Linked DNA regions of Macaca mulatta: region 1 is linked to region 2. Evidence: chromatin contacts called from public Hi-C data. All regions are on one chromosome and are shown on one strand. The core of a region is the stretch at or near the end of the contact, and the rest is flanking DNA. Distances in the headings are between cores, read along the strand shown.

Region 1 (5,864 bases), core at 2,129-4,628, 450 kb after region 2:
GGATTATGAGGTCAAGAGATTGAGACCATCCTGGCTAACATGGTGAAACCCCATCTCTACGAAAAATACAAAAAATTAGCTGGGCGAGGTGGCACACACTACTCAGGAGGCTGAGGCAGGAGAATCGCTTGAACTCGGGTGGCGGAGGTTGCAGTCAGCCGAGATTGCACCACTGCACTCCAGCCTAGGCGACAGAGCAAGACTCTGTCTCAAAATAAAAAGAAAATAAAAGAAAAAAGGTTAAGTAGGTCAATATCACTCCTCTGCTTCAAAATCTTTCAGTGCTCCCCCTCACTGAAAAGTCAAATAATTTGCAATGATTTAGAAAGTTCTATATGATGTGCCCTATGCTATGCATCATTATTTCCACTCCTTCATCTCTTACTACTCTCACACCTGTTCACCCTTCTCCAGTCACACAAAGCTGCTTGCTATTCCTGGAATGCATCAAGACATGCTCTCAACATAGGGCCTTTGCAACGATTGCTCCTTTTGCTGGGAAAGCACTTTCTTCATATACCCCTATAGTTAATGCCATCACATGCATCAAGTCTTTGATCAAAAATCATCTTCTCAACCCAGACGAATGAACCACCTTATTTAAACTGCAACCCAGCCCTTGCCCCTTGCTTTCAATCCCTCTTACTCTGCTCTTTTTTAATAGCAATTAAAAGCTACATATTATGTAACTTACCTTTTAGTATATTCATTATCTGCCTTCCCCCCTCTTCATGCTATCAGAATGTAAGTCTTACTAGGGCAGTAAGACTTTGTTTATGGATACAACCGAGTGCAGAGACTAGTGCCTTCAGCTGCTAGACTCCCAATAAGCAACTATTGAGCTAATATATTTATAATAGACCCTTGGGAGTCCAGTAAAAGTAAGGACCTTCTGAAAACAGAAATGAACTTGCGAGAATTTCGTCAAATTATTTATCACAAACAAATCACTAGGATTCAGATTTCCTTCTTCATACTTCTTTACCCCAAACAAATTCTACGCTCATTCAAAAGCACTACCAATGCATCAGTTAACCTCTTATGCTGCTAGATGTCAGGGCTACATTCTGCGTACTGTGGGCAGCTGTTTAGCATTCCCTTGAACAATGCTGCTGTTCCAGTTAAACAAAATAAAGTACTTAACACAGCACACAGTGGCCAACATAACTTTATGAACAGTTTAGAAAATTTCCTAAGGTTCAAAAATAGGCAATTTCAGCCAGGCGCAGGGCACACGCCTATAATCCCAGCACTTTGGGAGGCCAAGGCGGGAGGATCATGATGTCAGGAGTTCAAGACAAGCCTGGCCAACATGGTGAAATCCCGTCTCTACTAAAAAAACAAAAATTAGCTAGGCATAGGGGCGTGTGCCCGTAATCCCAGCTACTAGGGAGGGTGAGGCAGGAGAATTGCTTGAACCGGGACCCGGGAGGCGGAGGTTGCAGTGAGCTGAGACAGCCTGGGCTACAGAGGGAGACTCCATCTCAAAAAAAATAAAATAAAATAGGCAATTTCAAAATAAATAATTCTGCTGTTAAAGAGCAGTAGGATTTTTCCATTAAAATGTGAATTTAGTACCACAAGTAATGTTTAAAATTAAAAGCAGCCGGGCAACTGTGGCTCACACTTGTAATCTCAGCACTTTGGGAGGCCAACGCGGGCAGATAACTTGAGATCGGAGTTCGAGACCAGCATGGGCAACATAGTGCAACCCCGTCTCTACTAAAAATACAAAAAATTAGCCAGGCGTGGTGGCGCCTGCCTGTAATGCCAGCTATTCCGGAGTCTGAGGCAGAAGAATCGCTGGAACCAGGGAGGCAAAGGTTGTAGTGAGCCAAGATCGCGCCACTACATGCCAGCCTGGGTGACAGCGTGAGACTGTCTCAAATAAAAAATAAAAAATTAAATTAAATTAAAACCTACATTACACATCGTAAGCCTTGTATAATACTTTCCAAGGCTATAAAAGCTGTAAGAGAACTTGCCTACTCAAATTCATACTTTCAATTAGCTCACATTGACTTCAAGAATCAGCATAAGGAAACAAAAACTCATCGAATTGTAAATGTATATCTCAAAAAGAGAACTCTGGAAAGTGGTAGAATTTGTGCTATTCCTATGTAAACATCAGGATCTTCAATAACATAATTTGACCTATCATGGCATCCGTTATGGCCTGAATAATTGTCACGACCCAAAAGGTCAGCCCAACGTTACTAAGACTCAGTATGCAAAACACTATATATCTGAAAAACTCCACAGTGACTTAGGAAGAATTAACCAAAGCATTTCATTTACTGCAACTTTAAACAAGACAATCCAACAATCCACTCACATTGTTGTTAGTGTTTTGTTTAGAAAATATGTCCCACTTGTCATAGAAACTTCTCCAAATCAAGGAAAACCTTCCCCAAAACCTTAGCATTCTACCGGGATAAGCAAAGCTAACAGGTTTTAGTTACATGCCAGAAAACAAGCCTTCAGGTCGAATGAAAATCTTCTGAGCTGACACCATAACTGTTAACTCGACACAGCAAATTTTGGATCCAAGCACAAAATACTGTAAAATTTCCCAGTGACAGTCTGAAAAAGTACCTACAGCGGTGTTCTTTAAACATGCATCATCTACTACAGAATTTACCATTTGACTGGATGCAAACCTTTAAACTAATTTTGAAAACTTTCTCTTTTTTTAGGCAACCGTACAATATTTCAGGGACCTTTAAAGAAAAACTATTTCTAAATTACATGGCTGAGATACTTCCCTTACAATTTTCATCTCGTTTTTCATAGTCTACTTAAACGAATGGGCATCTAACTCCGAAACTCGTTATTACTCAACTCAGAAAATACGACTTAGTAATGGTGCTTTCTTAACGACACTCAGAAGTTCCCGGCAAGGGATGGGTACGCGGGTTAAGACCCGCATCACGGGCAGGAAGGGCGGTTGGCACCCTGCTGGCGACAAGGGCCGGGTCAGGGCAGAGACTCAAGAGAACAGATTCCCAGTAGCAGGTGCGAGACTCTGGCAAGAGGGCAGTCGCCGCGGGTTTCGGACAGACAGGGGGATGCTGTCTACTGGACTGTGGGACGCACATAAGGGTCGACCAGCCTCACCTCTGGAGTCCGCTCGGGCGGCTTCTTCCTCAACGCCTGCCTAGCGCCAGGATCCACGGGTGAGTTCATGGCCACGGCCTGGGTACTCTGCAGCCTACCCTTAGCAGCCCACGCCACAGTTCATTCACCCTAGGTAGCGGGTGCGGTACCTTTCCCCCGCCCCAAGGAGGGAACTTCGCGCCGTAACAAGGTCCAAACTCAAGCAAACAACCCTTCGCAACGCCCGCCTAGGGCCTCTACCCACGCGCGACTGGCCGGAGACAAGCCCTGGCGGGGGCGGGGGAGAGTAAGTGCGCATGCGCAGCACGCACGCGCACGCTAAGGAACGCCCAAGGGAGTGACTCCACTGTGACGTTAGAATTGGGGCGGTGCGGGTAAGTGGTTTCCTGCTGTCGTCGTGAGATTTAAAGACACCTCGCGAGACCTCACCTAAATCCGTCACGGGATCGGCCTTGGCGTTGAGGTTCCGGCTTCTCCATCCGCTGGAGAGACCGGAAACGCGCTGAGGGCCTAAGCAAAAATAGCAGTTTGGGGCAGAACCGTGGGGAGGCGTTCTGAGTGGAGAGAACTGTTGTGCCCAAATCCGGAAGCCCAGGGCGTGGCCAAGTCCGGGTTTGCGCTCCCCTCTGCAACTTCTACTGCCGACTTTGAATATGCAGAAGTAGAAGCCGCCATTCGGCAAAGAAGGAAGTCCACGCACACCCCATCTCTCTTTAAATAAAACGAAATCTCTTGTGAAAGCTGCCCACAGAGAAGTGCTTGATCTATTCGAAACGGACGTCATGAGACCAGGGCAGAGAAAGCAAACTTTCATGGCCAGGATGGGCAGCCGGTGCCGCGGCCAGCTCACGATTACCTTTGAGTCAAAAAACTGGATTTAGACTGCGTTCATGTAACTAAATGCCCGGGGCAACCCTCCCTCAGGCAACTGGGTTTAGTGTTGGGACTCGAGTGGCAACTTTTGCAATACTTTTTACATTCTAGTCTGCTTCCCAACAGACCGAATAAAACCAATTTTGTTTCACTGGTCCCTTGGTAAGAAAAACAGAACTCTCTTAGGAGCAGCCAGAGAGCTGCTGAGGCTGTTTCAACAATAAGCTCACTGACAATTTCAGAATCCACCGTTCTGGGATACTCCTTACCCTTTCTCGTAAGTTCGTAGGTAACTAACTTTGGCGACACCACCTTTCCACTGAATTTTAAGCTCCTTGATGGCTGTAACCACATCTAGGTACACCTTGGTATTTCTCACAGCAGTTAGCATAGTTCACTAAACAAGGTGATTTATGATTATGACATGCTTTCCAACTAATGACCGATTCACAGTAATTTTAATGACATAATAAGAGTTAAAAGTATATTTGAAAGCAATGAGAGTTCAACACCGTTTCTGGGACCCGCAATGACTTAAGGGCTGTTTTCTGTTGGTCCTGGGGCTTGCCCAAACTGGGAGTTTACAACATACTATTAGCATTTCTCTTTTTCAGGTATAGAGCAAAAACCTTACCAGGGAAGTGTGGCATAGCCATTGTAGAAATAAAGTAATCGTGGAAAAATCACAGGATGTTGCAGACGATCTGTTTTCCTCATCATTTTTGGTACAAATATAACGTCTCAAAGGTCTGCCTAGGATCACAAACAAAAGTTATCCCTTCCGTTCTTCAAGGATCATTTTTCAGAGTCACATCAATATTTTGAAAGAGGGTAAAAGGAACTATAAAGGATGATCACCACGAACTTGAACTTTAGGGGCAAATAGACCTAGAATTTGTGTCTCTAATATTAGACCTCTTCTAGTTAAGTGACTTGAAGTTATTTAACATCTTAATTTTCCTATGTTAAATGGGAATATAGTAAAGGACCTGTTGTTTCAGAATTTCCTTAAGATTACGTGAGAAATTTCACATGAAGCACTTAGTATGTTGCCTGCACAATCTAAGCACTCTTTATTATTTCCATGATTTCGCCTCTGGGAAGTGATTTTTTTTTTTTTGAGACAGAGTTTTGCTCTTGTTGCCCAGGCTGGAGGGCAATGGCGTGACCTCAGCCCACTGCAACGTCCCTTGAACTACTTGGGAGTTCAAGTAGCTGGGATTACAGCTACTTGAGTAGCTCCCGAGTAGCTGGGATTACAGACGCCCGCCACCACACCCGGCTAATTTTTGTATTTTTAGTAGAAACGGTGTTTCACCCATTTTAACCATGTTGGCCAGGCTGGTCTTGAACTCCTGATCTCAAATGATCCACTCAATTTGGCCTCCCAAAGTGCTGGGATTATAGGCGTGAGTCCCTGCTCCCGGCCTGGGAAGTAATTCCTCTAAAGTAGAAATTCAACTTTGAATAATTGAGTAGATTTTTTTAGTATAGTTTTTTTCACTTATAACAATCCCAAAACACATTTAAGTATTTGTGAGGATGTGGAGCAAGAGGAACTCTCTCAAACTGCTGGTTAAGTGCAAGTTGGGAAGTCACTTTTGGCAAAAAAAAAGTAATAAAGCTGAAACATAACACACCTTATGACAGCAAGTCCTTTCCTTGATATATGCCCTATAGCAGCAGTCCCCAACGTTTTACGGCACCAGGGACTGGTTTCGTGAAAGACAAACTTTCTGTGGGGGTTGGGGGAGGGTTTCAGTATGGAACTGTTCCAACTCAGATCATCAGGCATTAGATTCTCATAAGGAGCATGCAGCCTAGAACCCTCACATGTGCAGTTCATGATAGGGTTCCTGCTCCTAGAGAATCTA
Region 2 (6,212 bases), core at 1,061-3,560:
CTGGAGGCCATTATTCTGCCTACTACATAGCTCTGTGAACTTACATGATGAACATGCTGGAATTTCCTGTTCAGTTATGCAACTTATACTTTGAGATACAAACTTTAAAAAGAAAATGAAATTTCAGAACCAAATTTATTAAGCCAAGGGGGCAAAGTTAAGCCCTGAAAACTGAGTCATGTAATACAGCTGTTTTTCTTCTCTGGTGCATGACTATTGTTGCTTCCCGACCTTTGTGTTGAGATGTTATACATTAATCAGACTCCCTATTCTTCATTTCAAACCTAGACTACATAATATTGGAGCTGTAGACCCTTTTGTTACTTTTTTTTTTACCATAGAATATTAAACAACCACCTTAGAGTGTAATCAATAGTAGCCAATCAGATCGTAAATCTAGATGTTATCCATTGTTTGAAATGTTGTAATTCTGTTCGGTATCTCCATTTTGTCTTATATAAACGATCTTCACTTTTCTTTACACTGAAAGCACTCATCACCATTCTTTGGTGTCTACATATTCCCATATGACTGCCCTCAGACTTTACAGTTGAATAAACCCTTTTAACTGGATCCTTGATTATTTTAGGGTGACAAGACAAACCAGGCCAAGTTCCCAGAACAACTAGAATAGTGAAGAGCCCACCTCATATGTGGAACAGTTAAAGGAGTCATGCAGATTGATTTAAGAAAAGAGGAGCCACAGAACTGAACTGATTCTGTCATTATAGAACTGTTTTAAAATATCAGCAGATGAGGGACTTTGGTTAACTGAATGCAGGACACTAGCTAGCAAGAAATCACCACAATAAGTTATGAATTTTCAGGAAGCTGCACTATGAGTCTACACTGAAAATGGGGGAGAGGGGATGGGGCACCTTTTAAATCACTGTCAGCATTCAGAAAGCACAATGCAAGGTACAAGATCATCTAGTTTATTGTTTCCTAGATAAAAGACAATATCCAGTATACTTGGCTTAATCGCTTCATTATGTTAAATGTTCTGCAAATCGAATGCACCTTAATTTAAAAAAATCGATTATCTTGTTTTTCTCAGAATGGCTTGCAATAATTCCTTAAAATAACATAGATCACAGAGAAGGAAAAGGGCTTCGGAAATCCATTGGTCCAGATCTTTCATTTTTAATAAGAAGTCAATTTTACCTAAAAGTTAACCTGAAAGGCTATAGGGGTAGGGAAGAACAATTATGCAAGAGGAACAACAGGAAAAGGTTGTGGTGTGTTAGTAATGTGACTATATATAGAGTTTTTTCCTTATTTTATTTTTATTTTTATTTTTTTGAGACGGAGTCTCCCTCTGTCGCCCAGGCTGAAGTGCAGTGGCCGGATCTCAGCTCACTGCAAGCTCCGCCTCCTGGGTTCACGCCATTCTCCTGCCTCAGCCTCCCGAGTAGCTGCGACTACAGGCGCCTGCCACCTCGCCCGGCTAGTTTTTTGTATTTTTTAGTAGAGACGGGGTTTCACCGTGTTAGCCAAGATGGTCTCGATCTCCTGACCTCGTGATCCACCCGTCTCGGCCTCCCAAAGTGCTGGGATTACAGGCTTAAGCCACCACCCCGGCCGAGTTTTTTTCTTGATGCTTGCGAGGTCATAGGTTAAAACGCACTTAAATAAATACCTTATGATTGTTTCTGATTATGATGCTGCTGATTACCCATTTCTTACCTCTTTATCAGCAAAACCAAGGAATAAAGAGAGTTGAATAGGCAAAATATAAAGGGTAAGATTAGGCTTTACGGTCAGGCATAGCGGATTTGCATCCCAGATCTCCATTTACTAGCTGTGCGAACTTCAGCGAGTACTTTAACCTAAACTTCTGAGGAAATAAATGAGAGAATATACGCATAAAATTTTTAGGAGTCAGTTGTTAGGACTTGGCTTTTATTTCTGCACATTTCCAAAGAGATAGTCGCAACTGGGAAACGTTAAAATAAAGTTATTTTACAGACGATCCTATACCGTAAACAGGAGGTAACAAAACACGGGTGCCGATGCCATCCACTAAATACAAACCCAGTCAGCCTAGCAGAGGATCCCTGCGCCGGAAGTAACTGTGCCCCTAACCAAAATGGCGTCCAGGTGATTTCCGTTCTCTTCTGGCCAGTAATTGGGCTCTGGGACTCCTCGCGATTTTACCAGTGCCCATCCGTTTAGCAAATGGCTTTGGGAAACGCCCGTTTAGCAAACGCCTTCTCCGTCCTTTGTAGGAGGGCGGGGCTAAAAGGGAGATGCTGTCTGGTGATTGGTTGTGGCGCGTTAGTAACGGGGCTACAGGGAGTTGGACAGTTCAGTCTTTGATTGGTTGCTGAGAGGCGGGGCTAGTCTACTGCTCCGGAGGTAGCGGCCGCGGTGAGGAGAGCCATGGCACAGGCAGCCAAGGTGACAGGGCCCGGGAAGGGGTGGGTACGGTGCCGTCGGGGAGGGTGTGTTCGCGGCCTTGAGAAAACTCTCTGGAGTCTCTGGAGGCTGGGGCTCCGGACCCTTTTCGGAGGATGTGGCTGTTACCCCAGAGAAGCCAGATGACCAACTCCGAGGGTTTGTGCAGGTGCGGAGGAGAGCGGGAGGCACCAGTGTGGTTCCTACTTCTTGGTACTAACTTGGTACGCAGTGTTTATCCATGATACAAATCCGCGACTTGAGTTCCGCCCTCTTTTCATCTTCAGACCGAGTGTTTGTCTGAGGGACCCATTTCACATCCCTGGGAAGTATAGGAGACGCCAGAGGCTGACCTGAGCAACAGCAGTTCAATGAGGTGAAAAGTTTATTCGGATAAACAGAAGGTGCACAAAAGTCTAGCAGCCAAGGAAACCGAACCCCAACAAAATTACTTGTCAAAAGTAACATAGCAATACAGAGCAGGGCCTGGTGAGACCTGAGCTCACTGAATGAGCTTGGGATGTGGTGGCTGTGCTCCGATCATCTCTCTGAGTACCTACCTGGTCTCAGATTCATTTCTCACACCCAAGCATGATGCACGTTCCTGCCCAGCGCACAATTCTCATTGGCAGCCATCCTTTAACGTTTAACATCAGCATGGCCAATTGGGATCTATAGTTGTCACTGCCTGAAACATAAACATGGGGAAATGGCCTGTTATAATATGGTGAAGTTAAGCAGTTTAGGGAACCACCAAGCAGCCCTCGTGTACTTTTGTACATAATGTCACAGGACCAATAGAAACAGAATTGCTCAGGGTTATTCATTCAAAAATTTCTTTGAATATCCATAATAGCTATTATTATAGCCAACAACCAGCAGGCTATATTATCTAAGCATAGTGGATGCAGCAATAAGCTGAACATCCTTGCCTTCATAAAGAAATCTAGCAGGTGGGGAGACCTTAAACAGTTATTTAATTACAGTTGTAATATATGCTGTGATTTGAAACTACAGTGTTTTGTGAGCATATAACTAGGATTTCACATAAGATCTCTCAAGGGGCTGGGTGCAGTGGCTCACACCTGTAATCCCAGCACTTTGGAAGGCCGAGGCGGGAGGATTACATGAGGTCAAGAATTTGAGACCAGCCTCGGCAACATGGTGAAACCCCATCTCTACCAAAGATACAAAAATTAGCTGGGCATAGTGGCGGGTGCCTGTAATCCCGCTACTCGGGAGGCTGAGGCACAAGAATTTCTTGAACCTGGGAGGTGGAAGTTGCAGTGAGCCGAGACTGTGCCACTACACTCTAGCCTGGGTGACAGAGCAAGACTTCACCTCAAAAAATAAGTAAATAATCTCTCAAAGAAGTTCAGACCTGACGTTTGATTAGAAATTAGCTACAGTAGAGAAAAAAGCATTCCAGAAAGGGCAACTAGCACATGAAAAATCCTCGAAGTGGGGATTTGGTTGGAAAACTTGGATACAAATGAAATTAAGTAGGATTCATTCCCAAAACACTTTTGGTAGAGCCTACAATGTATAGAAGGCACTTATGCTACATGTGGGAAGATACAAAGGTGACCAATCCAACAAGGGTGACAACAAGACCCTATGTCCAAAAAAAAAAAAAGAGGAAAGTGAAACCTAGCACAGAAATTATAACCCTTAAAATTAATCCATTATTCAAGAAAACTGAGGCGAAAAGGCTGTTACTTGTCCAAGCTTACATTAAGTGACAATCTCAGATTCAAACTGATCTGACTATAAAGAATCCACTTTTCATCTACACTGCCTAAATCTGTCCAATCAGTATAGGTAAATAAGGAAGATAATACAGTCTGTGACCTGGCTTTCTGCATTTTAATAAAAGTTTATCTGCTGCAAGGTAATGTTAACTCCAATAGTGCTATGGCAATAATGATAACATTTTCTTACACTAGTCCTCTTAAATTAGGGATGCTAATTTGTTGTACTAATGGTGTACTTTAAATAGCATATAAAACCATTAGGTTTACTTACTTCTCATTTTTTAAATCCCATGCAACATATCTTCTCTGCTCTTGCAATATTACAGTCCCTGGGATTCTATGATGCTTGCAAAGTCCGTATTTTTACCAACAATCTCTTCAAGGCAATCCAGGCTTTTACTATCAAGCACTCAGAATTATTCCAGCCTCTACACATTACTCAATCCAAAGCCACTTCCATATTTTTAGATACAGGCATACCCAGGTGATGCTGCGGATTTGGTTCAAGGCCACAGCAACAAAGTGTATATTGAAGTAAAGCGAATAACCCATGTTTTTTGGTCCCAGTGCATATAAAAGTTATGTTTATACTATAATGTAGTCTATTAAGTGTGCAGTAGCATGTCTTTAGAAAGTACATACGTTGGCTGGGAAAGGTGGCTCATGCCTGTATCCCAGCCCTTTGGGAGGCCCAGGCGGGTGGATCACTAGGTTAGGTGTTTGAGACTAATCTGGCCAACACAGTGAAACCCTGTCTCTACTAAAAATACAAAAATTAGCTAGGCGAGGTGGCAGGCGCCTGTAGTCCCAGCTGCTCGAGAGACTGAGGCAGGAGAATGGCGTAAACCCAGGAGGCTGAGCTTTCAGTGAGCCAAGATCCGGCCACTGCACTCCAGCCTGGGCGACAGAGCGAGACTCCGTCTCAAAAAATAAAAAAATAAAAAAATAAGGAAGTACATACCTTAAATAAATAATACTTTTTTTGCTACAAAATGCTAACAATTATTTGAGCTTTCAGAAAGTAATCTTTTTGCTGATGAAAGATCTTGTGTCGATGTTGATGACTGCTAATTGATCAGATTGGTGGTTGCTGAAAGTTAAGATGACTGTGACAGTTTCTTAAAATAAGACTACAGTAAAACTGACCACATTGGTTGACTCTCTCACACACAAAAGATTTATCTGTAGCATGCAATGCTGTTTGATAGCATTTTACCCACAGTAGGGCGTCTTCCAAAATTGGATTCAGTCCTCTCAATCCCGGCCACTACTTTATCAACTGAGTTTATATAATATTCTAAATCCTTTGTTGGTATTTCAACAATGTTTACAGCATCTTCACCACGAGTGAAGTGATGTGAGTGATGATCTTCATAAACTCAAGAATCCACTTTCTTTGCTCATCCATAAGAAGCAGCTCCTCATGCATTTAAGTTTTATCGAGATTGCAGCAATTCAGTCACATCTTAAGGCTCCACTCCTTATCCTAGTTTCACTTGCACTTTCCACATATCTGCAGTTAATTCCTCCACTGAAGTCTTGAACCCCTCAAAGTCATCCATGAGTGTTCAGATAAGTTTCTTCCAAATGCCTGTTATTGTTGCTATTTTGACCTCCTCTCTTGAATTCTCTGAATGGCATCTGGAATGGTGAATCCTTCCCAGGAGGTTTTCAATTTACTTTGCCTAAATTCATCAGAGGAGTCACTATCTATGGCAGCTATAGCCTTATGAGTCTTTTAAATAAGACTTAGAAGTCTGGCTCACGCCTCTAATCCCAACACTATCGGAGGCTGAGGTGGGCAGATTGCTTGAGTTCAGGAGTTCAAGACAAGCCTGGGCAACATGGCAAACCCGTCTCTACAAAAAGTAAAAAAAATAGCTCAACATGGTGGCATGCGCCTGTGTGCCCAGCAACTTTGGAGGCTGAGGTGGGAGGATCGCTTGAGCCCAGGAGATAGAGGCTTCAGTAAGCCATGATCGTACCACTGCACTCCAGCCTGGGTGACAGAACAAGGCCCTGTCTCAAAAAAAAAGGACTTGAAAGCCAAAATTACTACTT

The links. A called contact is a pair of places that touch in the nucleus more often than the background predicts.
Region 1: a Hi-C map of fetal cortex germinal zone shows a contact between it and region 2, with 2.0 times the contacts expected there. The contact joins the promoter of RAPGEF6 here to the promoter of LYRM7 in region 2. A contact is called at or near these places in 2 of 14 Hi-C or Micro-C datasets (fetal cortex germinal zone and fetal cortical plate).

The regions. Positions count from the first base shown.
Region 1 is chr6:140,547,390-140,553,253 of T2T-MMU8v2.0, forward strand. It overlaps RAPGEF6 (Rap guanine nucleotide exchange factor 6), which reads right to left and starts at 3,379. Exons shown (of 27, transcript XM_078005143.1): 1 at 3,118-3,379. It overlaps LOC144341527 (a long non-coding RNA gene), which reads right to left. Exons shown (of 2, transcript XR_013418510.1): 2 at 4,464-4,743.
Region 2 is chr6:140,095,932-140,102,143 of T2T-MMU8v2.0, forward strand. LYRM7 (LYR motif containing 7) reads left to right here and starts at 2,311. Exons shown (of 6, transcript XM_078005140.1): 1 at 2,311-2,400. The coding sequence starts at 2,383. LOC114678900 (a long non-coding RNA gene) reads right to left here. Exons shown (of 4, transcript XR_013418507.1): 3 at 2,958-3,085; 4 at 2,616-2,750.